3 separate regions of the Mus musculus genome follow, and all the other regions are linked to region 2. A link is a contact called in public HiChIP or PLAC-seq data. All regions are on one chromosome and are shown on one strand. The core of a region is the stretch at or near the end of the contact, and the rest is flanking DNA. Distances in the headings are between cores, read along the strand shown. Region 1 holds the start of Ppt2 (palmitoyl-protein thioesterase 2). Region 2 holds the start of BC051537 (cDNA sequence BC051537). Region 3 holds the start of Vars (valyl-tRNA synthetase).

Region 1 (3,936 bases), core at 875-3,374, 530 kb after region 2:
GCTTGAGAGCTGCAAAACACTCAGATTCAAACTGCCTCTGTGTTTGTTTCTGTTTGTCACTACCAAATCCTTACCCACCTAGGCTTCGAGGACCCTCATTTCAGGGACCCCCTATACCAGACTGGGGTGGTCCATGGCAATAAGCCATTTTTTTTTAAATTTTTGCATCAGACTACACTCTTTGAGGCAACTGGCTGGTTTGCACACCACATTCTGAACAGTGTCTATTTTATAAGTGTTAAATGGAAGCGATTGCTTTGGTTATGTCAGATTGGGAGCAACAGGCCTCATCCTCCGTAGCACCCCGACCACGGAGGCCCACTCACCGTGCCAGTAGTTGCAAATGGAAAATTCCTGGCCCCAAGGACTATAGCAGACCCGATAGAGGTTAGACCGCATGGACGTGGGGAAGAGCCATTTCAAATAGTCCGTGTCTGAAAGAGAACCGCCATGCCAAGGGCCATCAAATCTCTGTGCCCCGAACACACTATACTGCCTTCTATGGCACCCACAGTGCCCACTCACCTCCATACTGGCCCATCTGTGGGGAGGAGAGGGAGATGAAAGAGTCCACATTGTGGTTATCCATGACAGACAGCAAAGCACGGCACACCAGGCCCCCTGGAAGCAGAGCACCAGTGTTGGAAATGGTCTTTTAGGTTGATTGATTTATTTCATGTATATGAGTGCACTGTCCCTGTCTTCAGACACACACACCAGAAGAGGGCATCAGATCTCATTACAGATGGTTGTGAGCCACCACATGGTTGCTGGGAATTGAACTCTGGACCTCTGGAAGAGCAGTCAGTGAGTGCTCTTAACCGCTGAGCCATCTCTCCAGCTCCGAAAGGGTCTTAAGAATAGCCACTGGAGTGATCCTTACTTCCTGTCTCTCAGAATCCCAGGCCTCCGATACACTCCATTCCAGCACGGGTCACAGGTCACATGATGGAGCCATGGTGCGAGTTTAGGCCTCTGACCAACTGAAATGCTTTTAGCTGCTCTGTAATTCCTTAAATCTAAGAACCATGGCCAATGAGCACAGAAGGAACCCTCCCTCCCACTCAGGACACAAACGCCAGAAAGTAGGCCTTAGATAAGGGTCAAGCTCAGACGGGGGTTGGGAGTTAAGAGTGTGCGTTGCTTACCCTGGGAGTAGCAGATGAGGTGCACTCCTTCAGGGGCCTTTTCCATGATGGGGACCACAGCCTCTCGGAACCCTTGTACCTGTTCCCACAGGGGCCGCAAACTCTCTCTGCCATCGAAGAGATCAAGCACTGTCACCACAGTCCCGGTGTGTGTCTGTGGGAAAGGGGCAATGCGGCACTAGGTTGGACAAAGTGTATTCACTGTGCTTGCAGGAACCCCCATCCCTCAGCTCTCCCCGTGCGGGGAGCAGTACCCTGAAAACTAGCCTAGAGGGGCTGGCTGTCTTTCATCTGCCCACGCTTCCTCCCCCAGCCACTTTATATCCATTCAGTATCCCCCACAGACCTCATTGATATAGTCCAGCAGGTGGCGGAAGCTGTATGAACTGTCAAAGAGCCCGTGCACCACGATCACGGGCTTGTAGGACCCGCGGTGGGCTGCGGGGGCTGCGGGCATCAGCAGCGGCAGGAACGGCAGGAGAAGCAAAGCCCAAGCCGAAGGAAGCCTCTGCCTCCATAGCCCCGGCATGCTCCCACCTGAGAAGGAACGAGAGGCCGTGAGGGAGACGACGCCTCTCCACTCCCAACAGACTCACAGCAAGCAACTCTCCGGCCTCCGCTCCTACTCCTGGTCCGTATGAGGGAAGGCTACTTTTAACTTACTCCATCCAGATGGCTCGGCACAAACACCTACCACCTCCATGCACCAATGCTCACCCTAAGTCCCGCCCCCAACTTGGCGCCCAAGGGACTTTGTCCCAAGGCCCAGGATCTCCCTTAAGCATCACCTCGGCCATTCACTACTCTGGGATCTGCAAAGGCCGGGGAACAGCGGCCCAGGACACACGGAGAGTGGAAACTCCCACCTGGTCTGTGTCTGGAGGCTTCGTTCCGCCAGCTGTTTACTTGTACCTAGTCTGTAATCCACCGGATACGGGGATAGGGGGACAAGGAGAGCGCGCAGTGGGATGACGGACGGGGCGCGGGGGGGGGGGGGGGGGTGCTGCTCGGGGTCGCGCAAAGCCGTCACGTCCGGGACTTTCCCTGGCAACAGGGCGAGCGTCCCCTGCAACGCGGACAGCGGACCGGAGGGGCAATGGAACATTCCATTGCACCCAAAGAACTGGGGAGGAAATAGACAGAGCGATCCATTTAGCCGGATGGGGAGAGGCAACAGCAGAAAAAGATAATACTGGGTTTCTAAAGAAGGCATTCCTAGGCTTCAGCTGCATCCAGCCACCCAGGGGTGCAACTTCCCCTCCTTAATGCGGCCCACTTTCCAATCCAGGCTGTCTGGCTTCGTAGCAGAGCCCAAGAAAACGTGCGAGGGGGGAGGTTAGGACTGACGAAAGGCGACTCCCGCTTCTATCGCTGGACGCCAGGCTTGTGTTAGGCCAGAGTGCCAGGCCGATCACAGCTGAAGAGCCCCTCTTCCCACTCCTGCCTGCCCTCCCGCTCCGGATCAGCGCCTTACAACTCTTCACTTTGAAGTGCGTGTTGTGCCCTTGTCTCCGGAGACGCCGAGAGTCCTCCAGGCCCCTCAAGTGAAGTGCAGCCTGACCCAGTTTCTCTGGCCCTACTTTTATCTCCGCATTCACGACCCACCCTCCCGGACCCACCTTATATGGGCGTGGGGCCCCGTGGGCTTCAAGGACTCACCACAGGATTTCCACCAGTCTTTCAATCCTGAGCGACCCCGACAAACTGCTCCTCAGATCCCTGCGGGCTGCTGGCGACACAAACCCTGCCAGTGCAGGCAGACTTCCTCCCCGCTGCGGGCGCTGGCACCACTCGGCCTACCCGTGACCCCTACGGCGCGCCGGAGTGCCAGGGAATAGCCTTTATCCGTCAGTGCTTTTACTTAGCAATTAAATAAGTTTGCAGGGTTTCTGAGCTTCAAGGCCTGTACTCAGGGACTTTGTTTAATCTGAACTTAATAAAACCAGAAGCGTGTATTGAAGATGGTGTGGGAGGGATGGGTCCAAGGTTCCCTCTGATCCATGCACGGTTGAAAAACCAGAACCACCGGTATGAGGCCGTGGGTAAAAATTTCTCAGACCTGGAACGGGCTCAAGCCAGGGCTTTGGAGACTGCTCTCCAGGACGCCACCAGAGGGGCTTTGTCCTAGAGCAACTGTCTCTGGAGAGAGTTGGAAAATCCTAAAGGGGTGTTTCTGATTCTCCTGCTAGGTTTCTGCAAAAAAGGCTCAACTGGTGTAACCTCTGTAGAGGGCCTATCCTTACCCCACCTCCCCACCCACGCCCTTACAAGACACAAAAAGCAAATAAAAAGAGTGGAAGTCACCGCTGTGTCTTGGGTTGACTCCGGGGGTGGATCTGCGTCTTGGGGCAGGAGGAGGGGGGAGAGAGGGAGTGCTTTAAGGAGAGGTTGTGACTGCTGACTGGACCAAGAACTCTTCAGCCCCCAACAAGCACGCTTTTCCAAACCTGCCTGTCACAAACAAGCAATTAGAGCTTGCTTCCCTCTGATGAAGCATTTCAGCTTCTTATAACCCTAGAGAAAGAAGGTACCTGTGTACCCCCACAGGCGCTTTCTTTTTCTCCTTTTCTTTAGCCACAGTCAGCATCTTACCTCTATTGTCAGGCTGTATATGGGGGAGGGGGGGTCTGAACCTCTTGGTTCCACTCTTTGTACAGTTCTGTCTCACACCTGGAGAAACCTAGAACTATCTTGCAGGATGTTCTGAGGGAAACTGAGGGAGCAACCCCATGGATGAGCAGGGACTGCTTGAACGGGGTCTGGAGATAAGTGTGGTAAATCCATTGAG
Region 2 (4,525 bases), core at 765-3,264:
ACTTCTGATCTTTCTGTCTCTACCCTCTCTGTGCTGGGGTTGTAGGGATGTGCTGTCATGCCTGGCTTGTGGAAAGCGGCCCTTTTCCTCACCCTGGTCTCTGGATCATGGATATTATTACATCATGCTCCTGTCTGTCACTGTCCCTCACCCACTCCTATGCTAGCTTTCTTTCCCAAAAGCTCCCTTCAGTGCTTCCCCTTAACCATTTCCTCCTCGCCCCAAATTTACCATCTTACACACAAGGTCTGACAGGGTGGCTGCCTCTACAGCTACAGCAGATGATGGAGGCCTGGAAACCTGACACCATCTCCTGTGGGCTGTCTCTCCTTTTCCCAGCCTGCTTTGTCAGCTCCACCCATGCATGCAGTGGCCACGCCCCCTCTGCCCTCCCCCTTTCGTGTCTCTGGAACTTTTCAAGGGGCTGCTATGGCTTTGCAGGGCTGTCCTCACCCCACAGCCCAGGATGAGACCAGGCTGAGACTCAGAAGCTGAGACATGCTTCTCTCAGCTCCCATCCTTCCCTCACCCAATACAGCCGACCACATGGGCTCCTATGGACCGGCCTTCTACCAATCTTACGACGCTTCTGGACAGTTCACACACGAATTTGACGGGGAACAAATTTTCTCCGTGGATCTGAAGAACGAGGAGGTCGTGTGGCGTCTGCCTGAGTTTGGAGACTTCGCCCACTCGGACTTTCAGAGTGGGCTGATGAGCATTTCCATGATCAAAGCTCATCTGGACATCTTGGTGGAACGCTCCAACCGAACCAGAGCTGTCAGCGGTACCTGGCCCTCCCTCCACCCCACCTAACTAGGCAGGGAAGGTGATGGACAGAATCCCCAACCCCTCTTCAGAATCCTGCCCTCCCCTCCCCTCCTGCCCCAGGAAGATCCCAGAACGTTTCTGCAGGTGGCCACACGGGAGGAAGTATCCCTTAATCTCGGCTCTAGTAAGACCAAGAGCTGTGAGGGACGGGACTTTGGGATTTAGGTTCTCATTCCTCCTAGTGCCTCCCAGAGTGACCGTTCTCCCCAAGACTCGTGTGGAGCTCGGAAAGCCCAACGTCCTCATCTGCATCGTGGATGATATCTTCCCGCCTGTGATCAATGTCACCTGGCTGCGCAACAGCCAGCCCATCACTAAGGGAGTGGCCCAGACCAGCTTCTACTCTCAGCCTAACCACAGGTTCCGGAAGTTCCACTACCTGACCTTCGTGCCCTCTGCGGAGGATGTGTACGACTGCAAGGTGGAACACTGGGGCCTGGATACACCGCTCCTCCAGCACTGGGGTAGGGAGCACCCTGCCCCAGCCTGTTCACGTCTGTGTCTCCACTACTCCAGATCCCTTCCTGTGTCCTCTGACCCTTGCTTTCTTTCCTTAGAGCCCCAAGTGCTTACCCCACCACCGGACACCATAGAGACCCTGATCTGTGGCCTGGGCCTGGTTCTCGGCCTTATGGGCTGCCTCCTGGGCACCGTGCTCATGATCACAGGCACACGCAGGCCCAGTATCCGCAGGTGCAGAAGCCCCGGGAGTCTGTGGGCAAAGGGAGGAAGGCGTGGAGAGTAGATGGGGGACGCCGGGGGTGGGGGTTGGGGGTGGAGGAGACAGAGGAAGGGGGAGGAGCTAGAAAAGCGGGAATTTGGAGAAGTGGGTGTGCGAATGTGAATGGCTTCGGTCACCTGGGTTTCGCGACTTTAGGTAACTTCTCTTCTGAGAAACCCTTGAGAGATGATTCCTGGCGGACTTCTGGAAGCTTCTGCGTGCTCAGCGGCAGCCTGTGACAGTGTTGACCTCGAGTGGCATCAACCTCTGTTCACCAAATCCCAGGAGAACATTGTGGGCGCAGTCTCCTGCCCTGGTACCCCATTTCACTCACAGCTCCAGTGCCATCCACAGCTCTGGCAGCCGCACTAAATTCTCTTAAGAGTCCTTGCGTGTGTCCTTTTCACGGGGTCAGTACTTACAGGTCAGGGACGCCTGAGCATCAAGAGGAGTTCTGGGTGGTGACCACCCAGCGGGGCCACATTAGTAAATGTTTTTATGCCATCTCACCTGTGCCTTGTTGACCCATAGTGTGGTACGATTCAGGCTTCAAGGAAATGGGCACAGAGTATCCAATTATTGCAACTCCCCCAATCAAGGGCTTTTGTAGGGCAGCAGGGAGGAAGTCTCACAGGGACTCTGCTCCTACTTGAACACCACCTCTCTTTTGGACATTTCCTGGCATCCTGTGACTGACAGACAGCTGCCTAAGACGCAGCATGGCCACTTCCTTCAGTGGTGTGGATCACATTAGGCACTGGCAGGAGAACCCTGAGGTCTGAGTTGGACCAAAACTGCTTTCTGAAGAAACTGGGTTTGTTGTTTTTCAATGCATCAAAGTTAATTAAGATAAGTAGAGCCAAAACGGTGGTGTGACCTGTAAGTTTGGTCCTGGGAAAGAACTGGCTGGCAAAGACTTCTCGGACTTCCTGGGAGAGAGTAAAACTGGTAGAAGCCAACCACAAAATGTTGGGTCTGGGAAAAGGTGTCAAAGGCTTTGTTTGCCAGCAACGGCAACGTCTTCCTGGTACACCAAGGACACACTACTACCATAAAGGCTCGGGGTGGTACATACAACCTGGGGGGGGGGTGGGGGTTGGTCTTGTCTCCTGGGAACACATTCGGAGCAAGGCAGAAGAACCCAGCTCATCTTCTTGCTGGGCCGCAGGGCCTGCATATTAGCTGCAGTCCTCCGCGCACTGACTTCCCTGGCTGATCTCTCCCAGCTCTTGAGCTCCTATTGCATCTGTTGATGCACACCACGCCCCCGGGGACTGTCTCCCAGTCACACTTTCAAATCCTTGGAAAAACCGAACAGAACAGCTAGCTAAAGCTGGGTGGGCATCCATGCCGGTCCGATGTATTCAGAGCAGGGGATAAGATCGCACAACCACTGAGCTGCTACCTGAGGCGAGGGGTTAGGTTCAGTAAGGACAGCCCAGCTCTTGGTAGATATCACAGTTTGCCACTACCCTTGCCCAACTTGTCATGCATTCACACTTAGCTACCCAGCCATCAGAGACTGCTTCTCCTTAGGGTTCCAACCCTCCCCATCCTACTTTCCTACAGATAACAATCTGTGCTTTCCTACAGATAACAATCAGGTCACCTCTCTCGCGTAATGACAGCAAACCTCCCCCTCTACCCTCCAGCCAACCCTCCAGTATCCAATCAGTTTCCCTGAGATTTCCATGCTGGCCTCCTCAGATCCCTCCATGAATAGCCTAAGAGTCAAAAGAGCTCTACAGGACCCATGACCAAGCCCTTCCCTTACCTTGGCCTCACCCTCAAGGACAATTGCTTTCAACTGTCCTAACAGACCCTGAAGTGTGATTCATCGTGGATTGCTCCCTCCCACATTTATGGTGTTGGCAGCTTGATCATCAGTGCTGGTGATGTTGGGGTTCAGGGACCTTTAAGATATGAGGTCAAGGGGAGGTTCTGAGGTCACTGGGGACATTGCCCTGGGGAGGGATTAAGGCAGCTCTGGTTAGCTAGTTGTAAGAGACAGCCTGATCCCCAACTGCCCTGTGGCTTCCTGTCTGGCAATGCCCTCTCCTCCTGCCACATCCTCCTTCCATGGGGGTATCCCCATACTTCAGGTCCTCCCCAGAGCCTGGCATCGTGCTCTTGACTCTCCAGAACCACGTACTAAATAAATCTTTTAAAGGTTAAAAAAAAAAAAAAACATTTTGTTAGTGGAAAGAGGACTACAGCAGTTAACAATAACCTCTCATCCACACCACACGGGATGGATTGCTACATCTTGATAGATTTGTTTTTGTTTTCAAACTGGGCCCTAGTATGAAGCCTGGTTGTTCTGGAACTTGCTATTTAGGCTAGGCTGGCCTCGAACTCCCAGGGACCCGTCAGTCTCCACTGGGATCAGAGGCATATCTCAATGTTGGTCTTTAAGTTTTCCTTTTTCTCCTGCCACTGTGGCAGAGGAGGAGCTGGGTTTCTGAAGAGGAGCTGGGGTTCTGCTTTGCTTTTTCCATGGTGAGGATCACACACGCCCCCTTCCAACACCACACTCACTTTCAACAATTTTGTTCAAGACTGATTGGCCAAGGGTTGACCACACAGGGTGAACCATGGAACCAGCTGGCAGCTCTCCGTCCCTAGATGACGTCCTGTTCTCCCTGGGGGCTTAGTTCACTTTCTTTTTGCTTGACTTTGGTTGTATTTGTTCCTAGCCAATCAAAATTCTGACACACATCGTGTGTCCTCCCAGAACTTTCTCTGTTCTTACTAATTAGTCCTTGGTGACTCGGCTGTCACCTCCCTCTGCATCTTGTTAGGATGCACCTGTCTGCTCTGCCAGATCTCTCGTTTCTTGTTCCCTGTCACCTCTCTTCTATGGTTTGGTGCCTTGTTTTTTTTTTTGTTTTTTTGTTTTTTTTTTAAACAGGGTTTCTCTGTATAGCCCTGGCTGTCCTGGAACTCACTTTGTAGACCAGGCTGACCTCGAAC
Region 3 (4,239 bases), core at 1,051-3,550, 910 kb after region 2:
AAGCAAGTCCCATGGCCCAGACCTGGGTCTAAGTTCCTGAGAAATGGGGACTGTGATTTGTGATTGAGTCACCGTGAGTCCAACAGGGGGCAGGGCTGGATTGGGGCCTAAAGGCATGCCCTGTCGGGCAGAGAGTTGGATCGTAAACATTACTCCATAGTCATATCCAGACACATACAGTCTTAGTCCCCATGTCTTTCCCTTTTCCCATCCTACGCTTTCTTTTCCCTTGGGGGTGAACTGAACTGTAATGGGGTTACAGTTGGAGGAACATGGCCCACCAAGATCATTTGCATCCAGCTTGGGCTGCAATCCATACCCCCATCCTTGGGATTCCGATCCAGGGCTCCTTTGGACCTTGATGAGGTCATCTTTTATCGGTGGCGTCCAGGAGATGGACCCAGTCGACTCACAACCCCAATATGCACAGAAGTATGACTCTGGTCCTCCACAGGTAGCCGTCTGCTGTGGAGACCTCCCCTCTCCAGGGCAGACATAGAAGGGGGTTCTCCGAAGTTCACTGTGTTGAGCTGGATGTTGACACCCCCATACAAGGCCCAGGGGATCCCAGGTCCCATCCGCTAGTGCACACAAATCAAAAACAAGATCAGGAAACCAAGTTCCAATGGGGGCGAGGTGGGAGGTCGAGTTAATTACAGTCCCCGTAGCAGTGTTAGTTATAACCCAAGTAAGGTTATGGGGTTCATGGGGCATAGGACTAGTTTGGACCACACCTATAGAAATCAGCAGAGTCAAGATCTGCAGTGTCTTAGCTTTAGGGAATCTTATGGTTGTCATTGGAGTCTTGATCCCGTCTGGGGCACTTGGCAGCATCTCCCGTCTAGTGATCGAGACTTCATCACCTGGTTGGAAACAATGGTGGTTAGGTGTTGCATAGATCTGCCATGTTTGGCCCAATCCATTTCTGTACCTTGTAAAGGACCTGTAAGCACTCTTGTCTACAGCTGGCATGAAGTTTTTCTGCCTGATTTCTCTCTCCGTGTACTTTTGAATAATACAAAGACAACTTTACACAGTACACAAGAGATTATCCCAACAGGCCTTTCTCCCCCAACCCCCCTTTCTTTTCTTCTTCTTTTTTTCTTGGTTTTTCGAGACAGGGTTTCTCTGTGTAGCTCTGGCTGTCCTCGAACTCAAGAAATCCGCCTGCCTCTGCCTCACACTCATAAGTGCTGGGATTAAAGGCATGCGCCACCACTGCCAGGCTAGCAGTGGCCTCTCAAAAGCACTGCGAACTTATGTTTTCCCTCTAGGTTTGAGCTTTAGTAGACCAGCTGGAGTGCTTCTGCCTTTGGGTCCCCTGCCCTTCCTTCACGTGACTCCATGTCAGGCAGTGAGCGCTCAGCACCTAGAGCCCCTTTCCTGTTTTACCTGGGTTAGATCCGAGGATCTTCCGCGAACTGGCGGTGCACTCCGTTACCAAAAGCCTGACATGGCCTTGAGCACACCCCATCAGTACGCTTTCTAAAAGCATAAGATAAATACAAGCAAGAGACGCGGAACGCACGGTGCATTTACCAACGCCAGGGAATTACCAACCTTTCATTCCCTACAGCAACAGCTCCCAGCAGCCAGGCACTGCTTGTGAAAGACCCCCAAGCTGGGTAGTCAATCACTCTGAGGAGACCCTCCCAAGGATCAGCGAGGCCACGATTCGGATGCAACAGCAAAAGGCTTTATTGGGAACACGGGTACCCGGGCGACTCAGTCTATCGGATGACTGGCGCGCCGAGTGTGGAGTACTTACCCTTCTTATAGGGCTAGGGCTGGGGGGCAAAAAGCGCGGGTACAGAAGCGAGAAGCGAGCTGATTGGTTAGTTTAAATAAGGCTTGGGGTATTTCCCGGTCATTTGGGGAACCTGAAACTGAGGTGGGACTTTCCAGAAACTGTTGCTGGTTTCGCTTTATCTGAGTACCATCTGTTCTTGGCCCTGAGCCGGGGCCCAGGTGCTTGACCACAGATATCCTGTTTGGCCCCTGTCCCGGTATTATTCAGCCTTATTCTTTAACTAAACTTCCTTGTAACTTTTGAGAACTCAGCTCTGGTACTTTATCATGCCTTGCAAAATGGCGTTACTGCAGCTAACTTGCTAAGCCTTATGGTGGGGTCTTTCACTTGGAGCAGCCCGAGATTCTGCAGCTCGCCCTGCAAAAGGCGGAAACCTGGGACCAAGCACGCACTCCAGACACTAGGGCTTTCGTTTTCCCGCGCTCTAGACACGAAGACCCCGGGCTGCCCGCGGCGGCGCCTGACCCGAGGGCCACGGGCTGCCCGCGGCGGCGCCTGACCCAGACCCAGGCTCGTCCCGGCACGCGGGTTCCCGTCTCCGTGCTGCACGAGCCACTCTGGCCCCTGCTTGACCCGTCCGGCAGCGGTGGGCCGCGCACGGACCCTCGGGATCGCGCACGCACAGGCGGGGCCCGGCAGCCCTGCGAGGACCCGAGTCCGGAAACGTGCGCTGTCACAAAGGGGGGGACACGTGGGTGCCGCTGTCCCGGCCGCGTTCTCCCGCAGCGGGAGAGCTGCCTCCGCTGCCCGCCACCTCCACCCCGGCCGCCCTGTGGGGCCGCGGCCGTAGCCGGCCGAGTGTGATCGCCGCCTTCAGTACGTACACGCGGCGCGGCCTCCCCTCTCCAACCCGAGGGGGCGGGCGATCGGGGTCCCGCCTCCTCCTCTAGGCGCTGCTGGCGGCTGCTCGGCCAGGCCTAGGGTCCGGCCGGGCGCCTGCGTACCTTGCAGCACGTGCTCAGGTCCCCTCCTCAATCTGCCGGGTCTCTCCTCAGGTCACTGCACCGCGTTCGGACCCTGCACAGCCATGTCCATCCTCTACGTCTCTCCTCACCCCGACGCCTTCCCCAGCCTCCGAGCCCTCATCGCTGCCCGATACGGGGAAGCTGGTGACGGTCCCGGGTGGGGAGGCCCTCACCCCCGCATCTGCTTGCAGCCTCCCCCGAGCAGCCGGACTCCATTCCCTCCGCCTCGCCTGCCCGCCCTGGAGCAGGGACCTGGCGGCCTGTGGGTGTGGGGGGCCCCGGCTGTAGCTCAGCTGTTGTGGCCTGCAGGCCTGGGGGGACCCGGGGGCAGCCGGGCAGCTGTCCTGGTCCAGCAGTGGGTCAGTTATGCTGACACGGAGCTCATACCCGCTGCCTGCGGGGCGACCCTGCCTGCCCTGGGACTTCGAGGTCCTGGTCAGGATCCCCAGGTGAGAGGGAAGAAAAAGGGAGAAATTCTGACTACACAAACAGGATTGGGAAGAATCCCACGAAAAAAGTCGGTTGTCAGGCGGTCGCATCTCTGCCTGCCACCTGGTGTAGTAACTTTGGGAACACTTTTTCTCGAGCCTTGGTCTTCTATGTCTGAGAATGCAAGATGATGAAATCTCTTCCTTCCTCCGGGGGTGTGATACATGAGCGCCCGGGAGTGGAGCGTGGTTTTGCTGTTTTCACTACGTTTGGAGTGTGTGTGTGTGTGTGTGTGTGTGTGTGTGTGTGTCTTTAAATTAGGTCTCGCTCTAACTGAATGGCTCGGAACGAACGCACTGGTGTGCCAAGCATTCCCAAGTCTGTCTTTGGGTTTCTGTTGCCATGTTTAAAACAACATGACCAAAAGCGCCTTGGGAAAGAAAGGAATTGTTTCAGGTTACAGCTCTCCATCACTGAAGGAAGTCAGACCAGTGACTGGAAGCAGAAACAAAAAGAGGCCGTGCAGGACCGATACTTTCTGGCTCACTTTCCACAGCTTGTTCAGCCTGCTCTTTTATACCGTCCAGGGCTGCTTTGCCAGGGGTGGTATCCCCTACAATGGACTGGCCCTCCACATAATCATTAGTTAAGAAAACGTCCCCACACGCTTACCCACAGGCCAGTCTGGTGGGGACATTTTCCCAATTGAGTTTCCCACTTCGCACGGGCCACTGGCTTAGGTGAGGTTGACAAGGCCCTGGTTGGCAAGTGTGACAGGGATGCAGGATGTGAGCGGTTTTATGTTGAACTGTAGGGAAGACTGGGGAGAGATGACAGTTGCTGGGAGGAGTCAGAGGAGGCTTGAAGTTGAAGGAGAGGCAGGGAGAGGACAGATGACACACCAGATTGTTTCTGTGAGTCCTTCCAGGGTAGACCTGTGTCTGCCTTAACTGAAAGCTCTGCCCCTGCAGGGTAGGGAGTGCATGGTGGCTGCCTAGTGTCACTTCAGTGGGGGAATGAAGGAACAGTGCAGAT

What was found. HiChIP or PLAC-seq counts read pairs in DNA pulled down with a chosen protein or histone mark.
Region 1: an H3K27ac HiChIP or PLAC-seq map of embryonic stem cells shows a contact between it and region 2, with 4 times the contacts expected there. The contact joins the promoter of Ppt2 here to the promoter of BC051537 in region 2. A contact is called at or near these places in 2 of 39 promoter capture datasets (the HPC-7 cell line and liver) and 2 of 115 datasets of contacts at active chromatin or transcription factors (embryonic stem cells and pancreatic cancer cells).
Region 3: a contact with region 2 is called in an H3K4me3 HiChIP or PLAC-seq map of embryonic forebrain, with 4 times the contacts expected there. The contact joins the promoter of Vars here to the promoter of BC051537 in region 2. A contact is called at or near these places in 2 of 39 promoter capture datasets (cranial neural crest and liver) and 1 of 115 datasets of contacts at active chromatin or transcription factors (embryonic forebrain).

What each region holds. Positions count from the first base shown.
Region 1 is chr17:34,625,311-34,629,246 of GRCm38.p6, forward strand. It overlaps Ppt2 (palmitoyl-protein thioesterase 2), which reads right to left and starts at 2,125. Exons shown (of 9, transcript NM_001302396.1): 1 at 2,015-2,125; 2 at 1,495-1,685; 3 at 1,149-1,302; 4 at 526-621; 5 at 327-434. The coding sequence starts at 1,677.
Region 2 is chr17:34,093,295-34,097,819 of GRCm38.p6, forward strand. It overlaps BC051537 (cDNA sequence BC051537), which reads right to left and starts at 2,015. Exons shown (of 5, transcript NR_046183.1): 1 at 1,975-2,015; 2 at 1,690-1,819. H2-Oa (histocompatibility 2, O region alpha locus) reads left to right here. Exons shown (of 5, transcript NM_008206.2): 2 at 539-787; 3 at 1,014-1,295; 4 at 1,389-1,524; 5 at 1,709-1,940. The coding sequence ends at 1,712.
Region 3 is chr17:34,998,607-35,002,845 of GRCm38.p6, forward strand. It overlaps Vars (valyl-tRNA synthetase), which reads left to right and starts at 2,301. Exons shown (of 30, transcript NM_011690.3): 1 at 2,301-2,626; 2 at 2,806-3,224. The coding sequence starts at 2,838. D17H6S56E-5 (DNA segment, Chr 17, human D6S56E 5) reads right to left here and starts at 2,140. Exons shown (of 2, transcript NM_033075.3): 1 at 1,561-2,140; 2 at 1-863. The coding sequence starts at 1,567.